3 separate regions of the Mus musculus genome follow, and all the other regions are linked to region 1. A link is a contact called in public Hi-C data. All regions are on one chromosome and are shown on one strand. Each heading gives the region's core, a stretch centred on a gene start, on an enhancer-like site or on the middle of the called end of the contact. The rest is flanking DNA. Distances are from core to core; before and after follow the strand shown.

Region 1 (4,784 bases), core at 1,487-3,986:
ACTATTTGAGGCATTCAAGGGTATGCCTTTGTAAAATGGCCTGACTCTACTTAGTCACAGGCAGGAGCTAGTGACATTTTGGTCACTTTCATGATGTCAGGAGAAGGGGAAATGTAACCATAAAAATGGTATTTGATAATGAAGACAAGAAAATCTGCAGAGGAAATTGAAGTCTGGGTATAGTGATAGATTTAAAATGCCAGTATTACCCAGGGCTAAATAAGACAGTTTGCAGTTTAAAAGGGAATCAAAACCTGGTGTCCTGGAAAGTCCCCAGTGTTTAAAAAAAAAAAAAGAAGAAGAAGTATTTTGAAAAAAATCACAGGATTATGGGGAATGGAATCTTGCGTAGTCATTTGATAGGGAAGGGCATAGGCTTAGGAAGTGTAGACATGGGGACTACTTCCTTAGTCTTGGAAGATGAACCCATGCTTCATTGAGAAGCTGGGCCCTGCTCTCAAGGGTAACTGTGACCCTTCAGCCTGTGTATACACATTTATGAGCTCAGAGAGACATGAAAACAACAAACTGATAAATCAAAACCTGAAAAATATAAGGTTATATCTAAGAACACATTCAATAACCAAATACGTAATCAACTCACTTTTATGAATAGTTTGCTTCCTGGGCTTAAACAGATTTAGGTATCCCAATATAAATATCTGACTCATTAGATTTATAAAATTGCTTGAGACAAAGCTTTTTTTTTTCACTTTTAGGATATCTTTAATTTATTTAAAATCTTTTAAATAATATCTTCTTTGATAATGTAATACATGTATGCCATGTGTTTTGATCACACCCATCCTCCGTGCCCCTGTATCACTTCCAGGATACCCCCTCCCCTCACTTTCATATCCTCTAGTTATTTGTTACTTCTGTAATCTACTGAGTTCAGTTAGCAATGAATGCTGGAATCCTGACAGATAGCCTGATCTTGAGCGAGTCTCCTGCAGGTTGCCATAGCTGCAGTGAGTTCATGCCTGCATAGTACTTCTCCCATCCTCTGGCTCTTACATTCTTTCTGTCCCCTCTTCTGCCATGTTCCCTGAGCCTTGGCAGGGCAGAGAGTGGGACTGCTACAAGTTCCCTATTTGGTGCAGAGTCTCAACAGTCACTTATTCTAGGCACTTTGGCAGGTTGTGAGCCATCACATTAACTTCTTCCCACGGCAGAAAGGTGATTCTCTGGCTAACGCAGAGAGCAGCAAGGTTCCATGGGTATTAACATAAACACCTCTGAACAAATCCTGGGTCTAGTACTCACTCCCTGGTGGCTTTAAGAAAGTTACTAAATGTCTCTGTTTCTCTTTCCTACTTGGGGGATAATAGTACCTCTCTCTTATAGTATTGTTATGAGATTTAAATGAGATATAAACAAAGCATGTGAACATTGTTAGTTTAAATCCAGTGCTTAATTGTGAGGAGTGGGTGTGGCAGCAGTCCCAAGATGGCGCCCGGGACTGCAGCTAAGTCTTATGACTTGTACCTGACTTCCTCATACACCTGAAAATAGCCAAGACCATCTTGAGAACTGCGCAGGTGTACCATGATGCTGGCGGTGTAAACAAGTCCATATTTGGTGGAGACATGCCCCTGCCAACCTGATTGGCTGAAGCTGCGTGCCTGGTGTGGTGACATGGCCTGTTGTGAGTGGATGGGAACTGAGAGTATATAAGAGTGAGAGGCCCGGGGTTAGAGGGAGATATAGATGAAGAGAAAGAAGAGAGATGAAGACTGAAGTTTGCTGAATAAACTGCTGTTAGAAGGACTGGTGGTCGTGTCGTTCTTGCTGGTCGAGAGCAGACGCGGCACTTAATAAATGAATATTACATGACTATGAACTATAAAACAAAACCCTCGAGTCTGTAGTAAGTGACAATATACCTGTTGCATCACTGGGAAGAGGTCTGGTTAAGGAACCAGTGAAGGAAGATGACTGTGGAATATGGCTCTGGAGGCTTGGTTTGTCTTAGCAGTTGCCAAGTGAAAAACTTGAGCTGTTTGATTAACCACGTCCTATGTGGCTGGTTAAATGTGCTTCGCCCATAGGAAGTGGTACTGTTAGGCCTTGTTGGAGGAAGTGTGTCACTGTGGGGGTGGGCTTTGAGACCCTCATCCTAGCTGCCCAGAAGCCAGTCTTCTCCTGTCTGCTTCAGAACAAGATGTAGCACCCACAGCTCCTCCAGCACTGTGCCTGCCTGGACAGTGCCATGTTCCTGCCTTGATGATAATGGACTGAACCCCTGAGCCTATAAGCCAGCCTCGATTAAATGTTGTCCTTTATAAGAGTTGCCTTGGTCATGGTATCTCTTCACAGCAATGGAAACCCTAAGTAAGACACCCTATTAACCTAGTGACTTTAAATAAACTTCCTAAGAAGAGCATGGTGTGTGTTCTCCACAGGCATTTGCTCATGTAATGAGGGATTGCCATTAACAACCCATAAATGAAACTGCATTTATATGAGCCGACAAATGAAAAGGGATCTGAACTCACAGCTTAGGATGTGGACTGTTGCTATGCCTTCTGGTTGACAAGATGGTTGAAGTATGAAATCACTACAGCCAAGTGTGGAACCTGATTGCGTTGGTGCCAAAGCAGAACTCTGTTTTTGTCTACTGAGAGACTTGGGCAACAGGTATTCATTGCTCATCCTCTTTCAGCATAAGAAATACAGGGAGGGAGTGAGCAGAGGCGAACTTGAGCAATAAAAAACCCACATCCCACAGCCTACCCACATCAGAAAGCCTCCACGTGATTCCAAGCAGCAGAACCACACAGGAGAAGGCAGGCAGCCTCTTCTGATATTGAGTAGCAATTGCAGCATGTTGCTTGTGTAACACAGAGACCAAAACTTTGGCTGAGCAAGAAAGTGAGGTGAAGTTTCCATCAATTCCCAGTTCAAAGACCTGTGGAATTTGGGAATCACCAACTCTGCTGTTAATTGGATGTTGCTTCTTATTTTAAATTAATAGTCCATCTGTTGCTATAAAATAATTGAATTATATGACATCTCACCCCTTCCACGTTTCCTATGTACTTCCGTGACGTTTCAACAAGACTCATGTGGCTTCGCTTTTCATAAAGACTCCCAAGGAAGGGATTTTATGACGTCCCTTGTTAGTGCTTCCAGGCTGTCAGCTCACATCTGCAGGAAATCTTTTCCTGCATCTCTTAGGAAACCCACTCAAAATTAACGAGTAACTGAACCCTGCTCCTGAGTGGGAAGGGAAGATAATGGAATCTGAGTCCGCTGTTGCAAAAGCAAATGGAACCTCAGCTCACCACTTGGCACCTGAGCTTCCAGAAGGCTCTGAACCATTATCTGCAGCTGAGCCCTAGGCTGGCAGGAGATGTGATCGGTGCCTGCCTTATCCTTTCTGTTTTAGCGAGACTGAAGTGGAACTGAGCCAGAGAACTACTGCAGCACAAGGCAAAACATTTCTGAAAGTTTTGGGAACTTGGAGATAGTCACGGATGTACGATTTATACCGTAACTAAGGAGGGTTCAAGTCACCTCCCCTCCTATGTTTAAAGATTATGTAGCCTATCTCTGTGTGTATATTCATACATACTTTTAACGGCAACCTAAAAATTCTAACATATGGTTCAAAATAGAATGATTTATTAAAAATTAATAGTTAGGTATAGAGTCAGAGTTATGAGGGCTGGCTGGTGAGAAATACCTGTTTTAGAAATGGCTAGGGTGGTCTAGTGACATCACATACCATGGAAAGAAAAATCCAATGTGATGAAAGCTATATAGAGAGGAGGATCAGAGGGAGGACTGGTGGGGAGTTTGAGCAACATTAATCCAAGCAGAATTTGAGGTGAATGAGCCACGTAGGGTCCTGAAATCCTCATCATGGCTCCAACTGAGGCCTGGAATGTAGTTTTCTATGCCGGCAGCAGGAGCAAGGACAGTACAGAGTCAATAGTACAAAAGACAGAACACGAAATCCAGATAAACAGGAGCAAGTAACCACGCAGTTCTTGGGGCATCTCAGGAGTGTGTGGAAGATGTTGAGCGGATTGCAGGACGATGTCTGTGTCCAGCCACCAGGCTTCCCTGCTTGAAGTGTTGTAGAGCAGTTTCCTCTGAGACGGAAACACCCCATCTCCCGAAGAAGCTCCTGAGAACAGAAAGAAAAAACCTCAAAAGAGCCTCGGGAAGTCTCTAATACCAGCCAGAAAGAAAATGGAAGGATCAGAATTTCCTGAGTTATAAAGTATTATAATTAATACCATTGACTTGGTAGGATCTAGAATCATCGAAGAGGCAAGACTCTGGAGACGACTGTGAGGAATTATCTCAATTAGATTAACTTGTGGGCATTCCTACAATTACCTTAACTCAAGTGGGAAGACCCACTGAATTTGGGCAGCATCTTCTACATGGTCCCACATATAAAGATGTGCGGAGGAGGGAAAAGCTTTTTGCCTGCCTGTCTTGGCATCTCCCTGGTGAGATGTTCCCAAGGTCGTCTATTCTGTTTCTGTCAGTGCGGCAGCCGCCTCTGCTGTTGAAGTCAGAACTCTACTTCTTTGGTCTTCCAATGTGGACTGGAGACCAGTGGCTCTCCAGAAATCCTTCAGGCCTTGGCATCCAGTCTCATGGACCAAGCAGCTACTTGTGCTCAGCTATTCCAGTGTGAAGAAAGCCACTATTGAACTACCCAATTGTATCATGTAAGCCAATACGATAAACCCTTCTTTAGTATTTATTAATTCTATTGGTTCTGTTCATTGAGAGAACCCTGACAAGATAAATACACAAGGTAG
Region 2 (4,784 bases), core at 700-3,199, 36 kb after region 1:
GCACAAGAAAGTCCGCTTGAAACCAGGGATTTCCAGAGAGATAAAAGCCTCAAAGAACAATGTTCCGATATGGCTTGCCACTGAAATGGGAAACTCTTTGGTTCCTTCCCTTCTATTATCAGTTGGGGTTTGGCCTCTGGGTGCCTCAGAAATGCTCCCTCCTTTAGACTCCAAGGGAGTGGCAGCCCAGCCTCATTCTGCTCATAGCAGGCTCCCTCTTGGTAATGTTCCCTCCCCTTGCCAGGACCAAGGGTGGACAGCTGTGGGGCTGTTCTGGGTAGAGTCTTGCATGTGCACAGGCAGGACTTGCATGTGTGCAGACAGAACTTGCTCTCATCCTCTATGTCAAACCCATTGTCCGAATTCCTTAGCTAGACTTTGGGTGGTGGTGGTGGTGGTGGGATCAGACATTCTGTACCCTGAAATGGGGAGTGGTTTTGAAAAGTGTCCTCAATGATTACACGAGAGCAAACTTCCAACAGTAACTTCTTTCAGTCTGTGTATTGCAGAGAACTTTCTTCTTTGCACACACTGTTCATCTTATTAGTATTCAAAGTGCTCTGACTTTCCAGGATCATTCATTAGAGACTTAGTGTCTAAATGCATAGAAGTCTACAAAGCGTCAGTGAGAAGGAGGCAAGACATGCCAACTCTGCTTTGTTTTTCTGTTTCCTTGTATCAGATCCTGTTTTCACCAGATGAGGTGGCACATGCCTTTGATCCTAGCACTTGGATGAGGCAGAGGCAGGCCCATCTCTGTGAGTTCAAGGTCAGCCTGGTCTACAAAGTGAGTTTCAGGACAGTTAGGACCATTACACAGAGAAATCCTGTTTTGGACAAACAAAACAAAACAAAACAAAACAAAACAAATCAGATCCTATTCTCCATTCTGCTCTTTCTAACACCTGCTTCTCTTTGTTTTTCACCGCGTACTGTGTATGGTTCTAGCTGGGAGTCCTTTTAAGCTGTACACAGTGATAACAGGATCTAGTGTGCATCCTGTGGAACAGTTGCGAGCACAGGATGTGGGCAAATGTGTTCCCTGTCCTGGTGTGAAGCGCATGGGGTACTCAGCGATGCTGAACTGGGAGCGCTGCTGTGAGATACGTGACACTCTCCAGTGAACCAGAAAGGCTGGCGTGAGATCATTTCCTTATGAGAACCTCCGAGAACCATGCCGTGGTGACTCCCCAACCAGTTCTTTCCTCTAGTGAAGTCAAAACTTCCCGTTCAAGAATTCAAAGAAAGGTTATTAAGTATACTATTCTGCAAATCGCTCCATACTCAAATAAATTGGGACAATGGTGGAGTTAAATGAAGCTAAGTGGTTTTCTTAGTGGCAGCTGCATAGAGCCTTTAAGACCGAGTGTCCATTTTAATTGTTCACAAAGCGGTCTGTCGTGTGCGGCATTTCCTAGGTATTTGACCACAGACTGCATTTCTTTTGGTCATAGTAAGTCTATTAATAGCTGCGAGTACAGCGCGCCAACAGTTGCACTTCAGGAACACTGGAAATCTTTGTCGAATGCTTTGAAGGCTCTTGTCAAAAATACATGTATTACCCAGGAAGGAATGCAACTGACCACCATTATCCAAGAATAAACTGGCTGAACTCAGCTGCCTAGTCTACATGGCAAGACCTGAGGACAGCTTCTAGCAACTTTTGCTCTGAGTGTGAACTCCGGTTCTGCCATTACTATGTTCCTGTGGCTAATTATGACCCCACTCCTCCCCTTTCTGGCTCTGTAACTTGTGAGTCTCACAGGGTTGGGGGTGGGGCTCATAGCTGACACAGCCCTCCAGCAAGACACTGTACAAAGCCCTGCCAGTTGCAGACATTCTCCAGTTTAAAACGAAAAAAGTTTCCTTCCAACCTAACTGACACTAATCCTGACCTACATCTTCTCGTGGCTTTGTCAGTGCTGAAAAATGTGACTGTAATCAAATACAGGTGCTAAAATACAGGGCAGGGTGTGAGTCAGAGATGGAAGTGAAAAACCACAATGTTTAAGGTTATTGTAGGATAACATTTCTGGGCAGTTTCTCTCTCTCTCTCTCTCTCTCTCTCTCTCTCTCTCTCTCTCTCTCCTTCCCTGTATGTGTGTGTCTACCTGTGTGTATGTACCTGTGTTTCTCCCTGTGTGCATGTCTACCTGGGTGTGTACCTGTGTGTGTGTGTGTGTGTGTGTGTGTACCTGTGGGTACACAGAGGTCAATGTCCTGCGTCTTCCCCACCTTGGCTTTGGAGATAGAATTTCTCAGTGAACTCAACACTCACAGGTTGATTGGCAAGCCCTGGGGACCAACACCCACCTCCCCTGTGCTAGAGTTACAGCCTTGTTCCAACATGCCTGCCTCTACTTAACTTCATGGTTCAGAAGCATACACTTTATGAATGGACCCATCTTCCCCAATTGGGCAGTTTAAAAAAGGCAGAATCTTCAATGGACCGTAAGTTACAATGACAAGCCATCAGGGCGTCCCTTGGGGCTCTTTGTCATGCAGCAAAGAGCTTAGCAACCTTCTGAACGATAAGTCAGAATCGAGGTCTTTAAGATCATTTGGGTGCTGGTCTTAAAAAGCACTTTCATGCATCTTATCCAAAACTTGGCTTCCCCACAAAGCTTTTGTACTCTAGAGCACTGTTCAGTTTATATAAAGTACACAGAGCTTCCCTCACACCTGCCCTCTCTTCCCAGTTCCTCCATTACCGTCTCCTGTAAGTGTGGGAGACTTGTTATAATCCATGAGCCTAGGTTGATACGTTTTAGATAAAAACCCATTGCCCGTAATTGGGAAGGGGGTGTAGACACATGGAGTGGGAAAAACAGGGTAATAGTGGGAAAATATGATTAAAATAAATTATATATGTATGTGAAACTATTGTAATGAAACAGATTATTATGTTTAATTAACATGTGCTTGAAATCCATAGTCTGCATTAATGTTTGCTCCTCTGTATGGGTCTTGACAGATGTGCATATCAGCGTCCACCATTGTAGTATCATCTGGAATGTTTTCCTTGCCCCACATACTCGGTACTTCACCTATTTATCCATCTCTGAACTGGGATCCACTGATCCTCCTTCCATGGCTGTAGTTTTCCGTTGCCATGATATCATGAAATTGGCCAACTTGACTTTGATCCTTATGACAGGCCTATAGCTAGACAAGTTTCCCTGACTTTGTGATAGTGGAGATGGAGGCAGGGAGCCAAAGTGCTGTCTTGTCTGTCCCACAGAAGAAAGCGCCCCGAGCTAGGTAGATGCTAGCTAACACTGTGAGCATCCGGCCAGTCTCAGAAAGGAACCGATTGTCAAGGACACCAATGATTAGCTTATAGGAACCCTCTGGTCCTGGCACGGCACCTTCTGATGGCAGCTAGGAGGATGACTGCGCATCTTCAAAGGAAGCGAGATGCATGATGTGGGCCAGGTGAGGTCCAGGGATGATGTCAGAGATGATGGGTTTGGTGCCCTGTAATTAAGTCCCTGCCTGACTCAAAGGGCTTCACTGAGTCATCCTATTTGTCCTCTCTGCTGCTATTTATGGGATTCCCAGTTGCTGACATTTTGGTCACACAACCAGCCTTGCCTGAAGCAACGTCGCACTCCTGGGGTGTTGAGAATAAATAGGGTGACAGGTGGTATGGGAGAGTCAGCTTTAAGAATATATTAGTAGCTGGTTCTTTTTTTTTTTTTAACCCCACATGCTTAAAATACAAGTACCCTAAAAGAAAATCCTAGAATCTTTTAGTGGAGAGCTTCAGGCTGTTAAGACTTCCCGGGAGGTGGTGAGGCAGAGGCTCTGCTCAGCATTATTGAAAATTCTGGAAATGAGGGGACAACGACTCAAAAGCCAGATGGAGTGGCTTATTTGTGGTTAAAACCAGATAACAACGGCCTCCTCAGAAGCCATGCTTCTCTGAGTATATTTCTCACTAGAAGGCGATAACAGCAAACCTCTCAGAGGTCAAGGCAAGTAATAAGTATAGCCCAAGCGAAAGGCATGATTCAAGAAAGATGAACGAAGGCGTTGGAAGCCCTGAGGGAAACACCCCAGAGCCAGCAATGGTGGGAGCCTTTGACAAGCTCAGGCCTACAGAGCTGAGGAAACGGACAGCTACCAGGACCTGCAGAGGACTAGTTACAGAAGCCTGCTTGACTCTGATGTGGTCTTAGGTACAGGGGAGGCATCCATTGGTCACCCACTGGGACAGACAGGGTGGGGATGATAACACCCAATTTCTTTTTTTCTCCCATTCTCTCATTTATAGCTGATGCTTCCATGGGCTCAAACTCAAGACCAAAACGACACAAAACAACAAAACACCAGAGCCCAAGAAAACTCATATGACGGTTTCCAGTAAGGTCAGTATTTTAGACAGTAGGGTCAGCAGGGTAGAGAAGAGTCTTAAGGCCACACAACAAATGTCTTCAATGCTCAGGAAATGGATTGTGTTACTACATTAGGTTTAGATGATGCCTGAAGATCTTGTTGGAATTTTTCTATTAAAATGATTTTTCATGAGATAATTAATATTGTGATAAAATATGTTGAGCACACAGCTTTAAATTCATACAACAGTGAACATTTGGAAGCGTCCTTTTATGGTGTGTCTTTCCTCACTCTCCTGTAGAAAATTATTCCCAGGAGGCAAGACAAAGATGGCCAGTGTGAATGTTGGGTGCATAGTCACAGAGCTTAATGACAGGGATATGTCCTTAGATCTCATTATTGTGCAAACATCATGGAATATACATACACAAACCAAGATGGCTTCA
Region 3 (4,784 bases), core at 1,608-4,107, 37 kb before region 1:
TTAGGAATGCAGAAACCCACTGGTAAGCTGCTTTTAATCATCAGTGAGGACTTACTGGGGTTAGAATTTTTTGAAGATCCTCAAAGATACAAATAGGCCCATTTTGGTTCATGATTTGGCCTTTGGAATCTCTTAATATATGGCTGTCACTGATAGAGAAATCAGGGACAAAGATCATACATGCAGCGCAGTATCTATTACCTGGTTAGCAGCAGGCTGAAGTGGCCCTTCTTTATTTACTCCTATGATCTGAGTTTTCAGGATATCAGTGTTTATTCAACAACTAGGTTTATTTATTTAATTTTACTTTTTACAATAACCACTAGTATTTTCTCTATCACAGATCTGTTATAGAAGGAAGGAAAACAAAAGCAGCCTCTTGAAAGTGAAAAGAAGGAGCACGTGGAAGAGTCTCATGGAGACGGAACTGAACACTTTTAATCCCAGTGATTTCCTTTGAAAGTCACCCGATTTTCAGGGCTGAGGATGTAGTTCAATCAGTGAATGCTTGATCCTGGAAACCTCACAAATTGGCAGGAAGCAGGAGCTGTTCAGGGTCCTCAGCTATAAAGCAAGTTCAAGGCCAGCCCGAGATCATAAGGTCTCCCAAACTAAGAAATTCTAAATGTTGTTTTTACAAAGTTACCTACTTTGGCTCCCTGGCATTATGTAAGTATTTACATGATGTATAAGCATTTACACTATCAGTTAGGACAATACACAATGTACACACTTACTTCCTGAGGAAAATACTTTTGAAAATACAAAGCTTTTGTGTATCACAATTTCTGCTATAGGCTGAAATTAAAGACTGAAAGAATATTATAAACCTATATCCTAGAATCACCAAAGAACCAAAATTACTTCAATGCATAATTAAAAAAATGGCATCTCAGATAAAATCACTTGACTATAGAGCTATTTTGTAATGATTTTAGTTAAGATCTTTAAGACTGTAAAGAATATACAGTTTATTATACTTCAAGTTTTGAATTAACATGTAAGTCCTATATTTGTTAACATACTGCCAACCTACATTCACCAAAAAATAAAATGGCATTAGACAGCATAATGATTGCAAGAAAGTCATCTTCAGAGAATTGATAAAGCAAACTCCAATCCAAGTAAAGAAAGTATCCCTTTTCCGTTTGGTAACTTCTAAAGCTCTACAAGTTATAATGTATTTTCTCAAAAATATATAATACACAAAATAATCCTTCCAGTTACCAAATTACTTCAGCTGCAAAGAGGGAGAGAAAAAAAAAATCACTAACCACTTCCAACACATCATAAATAACAGGAAAACCAATCTACTCATGTATACTGATGTGACTTGATCAAATTTGGTAGAAACCAAGAAATGGGTGTTTTGGCCATGCCCTTATTAATTGCGGTAAAGGATGGTGAATAGGCCACAATTAAGTAAAAGGAATTGGGTACAAGTGAGATGCAGTCAAGAATCAATTCCTAACACTAGCATTTCATTCATCCCCTTCTACTCAGTTATTTCATTTACAATATGGATGATTTTCACTTTACACTTAGAAGTGATAAAAATATTTCCCCCCTACGAGGAACCTACAGCAACATCCATAAGCAGCCTATGGGTCTTTTTTTTTAAATGAATTAAACATGTCTCTTCCCCTCGCCTTACACTTCTCTCAGTTACCTCCCCAGGGTGTGAAAATATCAACATCCGGTCGCCCACCCTCTCAGGAGTGTCTCCCGTGGACTGCGTCCATCCTCTCTCCATCCTCTCCTTCCCTTTCAGTAGCATCACCTTGGTGAAGCGTACCGAGTATTTCTTTCCCGTTACTCCCCCACCCCTTTTCATGGCCGAGTGCAGCCTTCTCTGCACTTGGATCAGCAGAAGAAAGCAGCATGCTTGGGGGAGAACAGGCAAAGAGGCCTGACAACCGGATAGCACTTAACAACAACCGGATGGCTCCCCAATGGCCTCTGGCTGCCAGTCGGGTCTCTCGGTGCCGACATCCCCGATCTTCACGCTACCACCCTTTCCACGCCACCGAGGCAGAGACCGGTAAAAGGCAGAGTAGAGGCAGCGCGAGGCACGGGCAACCCTAACGGAGTCCCCTGGGGGGAGAGGACCGCGAACCCGGGAGCGGCTCCCGCCCTGCGGCCGGGGCCCCGCACTGCAGCGGCGCCCGGGCGGACCCCACGCCCGCCTCACCCGCACAACGCCGCACACAAAAGCGCCGGGCCGCCGCCTTCCCGCCCCCACAACCCGTAGAGCAATCAAAGGGGCAGCCGGCCCGACGCGGCCAGAGGCGCGGCTCACCATCGCTGCGCTTGATCTCCACGTAAATCCCGATCTGGATCTTGCCGAAGTTGGCCGTTGCCATCACCTCATCCGGAGCGGCGGCAGGCGGGCGAAACAGGCGGGGAGGGGGCGGGGTGGCGGCGGGAGGGGCAGCGGTGGCCCGCGTCCGCGCCGGTCCGGGAGGCAGCGTGGACGCGAGCGGGGCCGCGGCGAGAGCGGCGGCGGACGAGCGGGCTGAAGCCCCGGGCCTGCGGGCGGACGGGCGGACGGGCGGGCGGACGGGCGGGCGGGCGGGCGGGCGCGCACGCCGGGCGTCCGGGTGAAGCGAGGGCCGCAGCCGTGAGGCGGCGCGGGGGAAGAGTGGGAGGGCTCGCGCCGCCCGCCCCTACGGACGCTGGAGAGGCGGGGCGCCGCGCGCCTGCGCACACCCGGCGGCCCGCGGCTTCCTGCCGTGCGCCCGCGCGCTCGGGCTGCAGGCGGCCCCGCCCAGCTCGGCTGCGGCCTGGCGGCGGGCGGGGCTGAGCCGTCCGCGGGAACGGGAACGGGAACGGGAGCGCGCGCGGCCCGGCCGGGTACGAACCCGCGCCGGGTTTGATTCCGCACGCGGCGGCCTACGAGGCGCGGGAAACGACTCGCGACGTCCTTCCAGAGCTCCCGCTCCGCGTGCACGCTGCCGCAGGAACGGGTTGAGGGCCGAGTGGGATCGAGGCTTTCGGGGCGCGGGACTGAGGGGCACTGACCGATTAAAGAACTGGCTCAGTGCATTTCTGTGGCTGTCAGATCGCATGCCACTCCGGGGCAGCCGGTCCTTGAGGAACCTTATTAAGGCCGGGGCATGCCTGGTTCAGGCTTCCCATCAATTATGGAGGGTCGAAAGGGTGTCGTCCACCCTGAGTAGGAACGAAGACCTCCCCTTGCCCTTTACTTCCCAGCTCATTGCAATTCAAAGCGAAGCCCTCCTGGGCTACCAGCGGGCCTGTCCTGCTATCCTATTGCTTCAGTAGAGCTCAAGGCTTACTTGCCCTAGTCTCTAACTCCAGCAGCTATGACTCAAAATCAGAGCAGAGACTTGAAGAACGTTGAATAATGAGCCTCTTCTGCAGTCATGTGGCTGAGCTGACTACAGCAACATGGAGAGTGCCAAGCAGAGGGGGCCAGGTAGACAAGCGTGTAAACTGAAGTGTAACCTCCACCAGCTTTGTCGTAAATTCTTTGTAGAATGACTTACTACTCTCCTCAGTTACTCCCTGCCTGCCCATTCCTGCATCTTGGTTTCTTCATCTTCCCCCATGATCTAGGATAATATGATCTCTTCTCCTTCCCCCTGATTATTTAAATCTTCCTCTCACCTCCCTACATTTTTCACTTGTTATTTACTTTTTTTTTTTTTTTTTTTTAGATAGGGTGTCATTTGACCTAAGCTGGCCTTAACCATGCTATGTAGTGAGGATAATCTTGAATGCCTTACTGGTGTGAGCCATCACTTCTAGTTTATGTGGTACTGGGGATAGAATCCAGGACTTTGTACGTGATGAGAGCATTGTGGATGAGAATGGTTCATGTGCTTGAATACTTTGTCCCCATTGTTGGAACTGTTTGGGAAGGATTAGGAAATGTGCCCTTATTAGAGAAAGGGTTTCACTAGGATCAGGCGCTGAGGTTTCAAAAGACACCATTTAGAGTTAGCTTTCTAGACCTCTTACTTGTGCATCAAGAGGTGAGCGCTCAGGTGTTGAGGCCAGCATGCCTTTGTTCCACCATCATGGACTTCAAACCTAGGAAACCATAAGCACAGTGAAACACTTTTGTTTTGTCGGTTGTCTTGGTCATGGTGCTTTATCCCAGAAAGAGAGGCAACTACAACACCAACAAGCAAGTGTTCTACCAAGTGAGCTAAACTGCTAGCCCTGAAAGCCTACTGTCTTTGTAAAACCTGCTCCACCCACTCCAGCCTAGATGACTCTTCTGCCTAGGGATTCTTGCAAAGTGGTAAGTATCACTTTGTAAATAGACATGTTTGATCTATAACTATGTATACATAGGAACTTTTCTTTTTTTTCAAAGATTTATTTGTTAATATTTATATGAGTACACTGTAGCTGTCTTCAGACACACTAGAAGAGGATAGTAGATCCCATTATAGGAGATTGTGAGTCACCACATGGTTGCTGGAATTGAACTCAGGACCTCTAGAAGAGCAGCCAGTGATTAATGCTCTTAATCGCTGGGTCTTGCGCGCGCTCGACTGGCCAGGAAGAACGACGCTGCAACAGGATCCTTCTGCACAAGTTTATTGGGAGAGCTTGATTGTAGAGGCGAAGAGACCCCGAGCCCAGAACTGGTGCTGCTTTTATAGGCCTAGGAGAGGCGTGTCTCACACCCGGATTGGTTATGCACTACGCCTCATTTGCATGTTCCTTATCTGATTGGCTACTCTCTCTCTCTGTACCTCACAGAGCCTCATTATCATACCTCATTTGCATGTCTCACATCTGATTGGTTA

The links. Hi-C and Micro-C count contacts between places; a contact is called where the count stands out from the background.
Region 2: a Hi-C map of CD8 central memory T cells shows a contact between it and region 1, with 3 times the contacts expected there. The contact joins two enhancer-like sites. A contact is called at or near these places in 3 of 15 datasets of contacts at CTCF or cohesin (CD8 T cells, the G1E-ER4 cell line and the NIH/3T3 cell line), 30 of 484 Hi-C or Micro-C datasets (the C10 cell line, CD4 T cells, CD4 single positive thymocytes and 17 more) and 8 of 115 datasets of contacts at active chromatin or transcription factors (the 230-238 cell line, the NIH/3T3 cell line, bone marrow-derived macrophages and 5 more).
Region 3: a Hi-C map of CD8 T cells shows a contact between it and region 1, with 2.0 times the contacts expected there. The contact joins the promoter of 3830408C21Rik here to the enhancer-like site in region 1. A contact is called at or near these places in 13 of 484 Hi-C or Micro-C datasets (CD4 T cells, CD8 T cells, CD8 central memory T cells and 6 more), 12 of 115 datasets of contacts at active chromatin or transcription factors (CD8 T cells, the SCID.adh cell line, bone marrow-derived dendritic cells and 7 more) and 2 of 9 other capture datasets (adipose tissue and pancreatic islet).

Annotation. Positions count from the first base shown.
Region 1 is chr13:107,056,940-107,061,723 of GRCm38.p6, forward strand. No RefSeq gene overlaps it. Among named protein-coding and RNA genes, the nearest start is that of Gm31452, 4.3 kb to the right of the region's middle. Within about 2 kb of position 2,737, at least 38 of the 459 cell types and tissues checked have an H3K27ac peak or open chromatin away from gene starts, as enhancers often do. A contact at or near this core is called in CD8 T cells, CD8 central memory T cells, bone marrow and 2 more, where this site is marked.
Region 2 is chr13:107,093,627-107,098,410 of GRCm38.p6, forward strand. It overlaps Gm31452 (a long non-coding RNA gene), which reads left to right. Exons shown (of 5, transcript XR_001781044.2): 4 at 4,277-4,370. Among named protein-coding and RNA genes, the nearest start is that of Gm41051, 26 kb to the right of the region's middle. Within about 2 kb of position 1,950, at least 137 of the 459 cell types and tissues checked have an H3K27ac peak or open chromatin away from gene starts, as enhancers often do. A contact at or near this core is called in CD8 T cells, CD8 central memory T cells, bone marrow and 2 more, where this site is marked.
Region 3 is chr13:107,019,713-107,024,496 of GRCm38.p6, forward strand. 3830408C21Rik (RIKEN cDNA 3830408C21 gene) reads left to right here and starts at 2,858. Exons shown (of 4, transcript NR_015471.1): 1 at 2,858-4,270. Kif2a (kinesin family member 2A) reads right to left here and starts at 2,643. Exons shown (of 21, transcript NM_001374727.1): 1 at 2,300-2,643. The coding sequence starts at 2,363.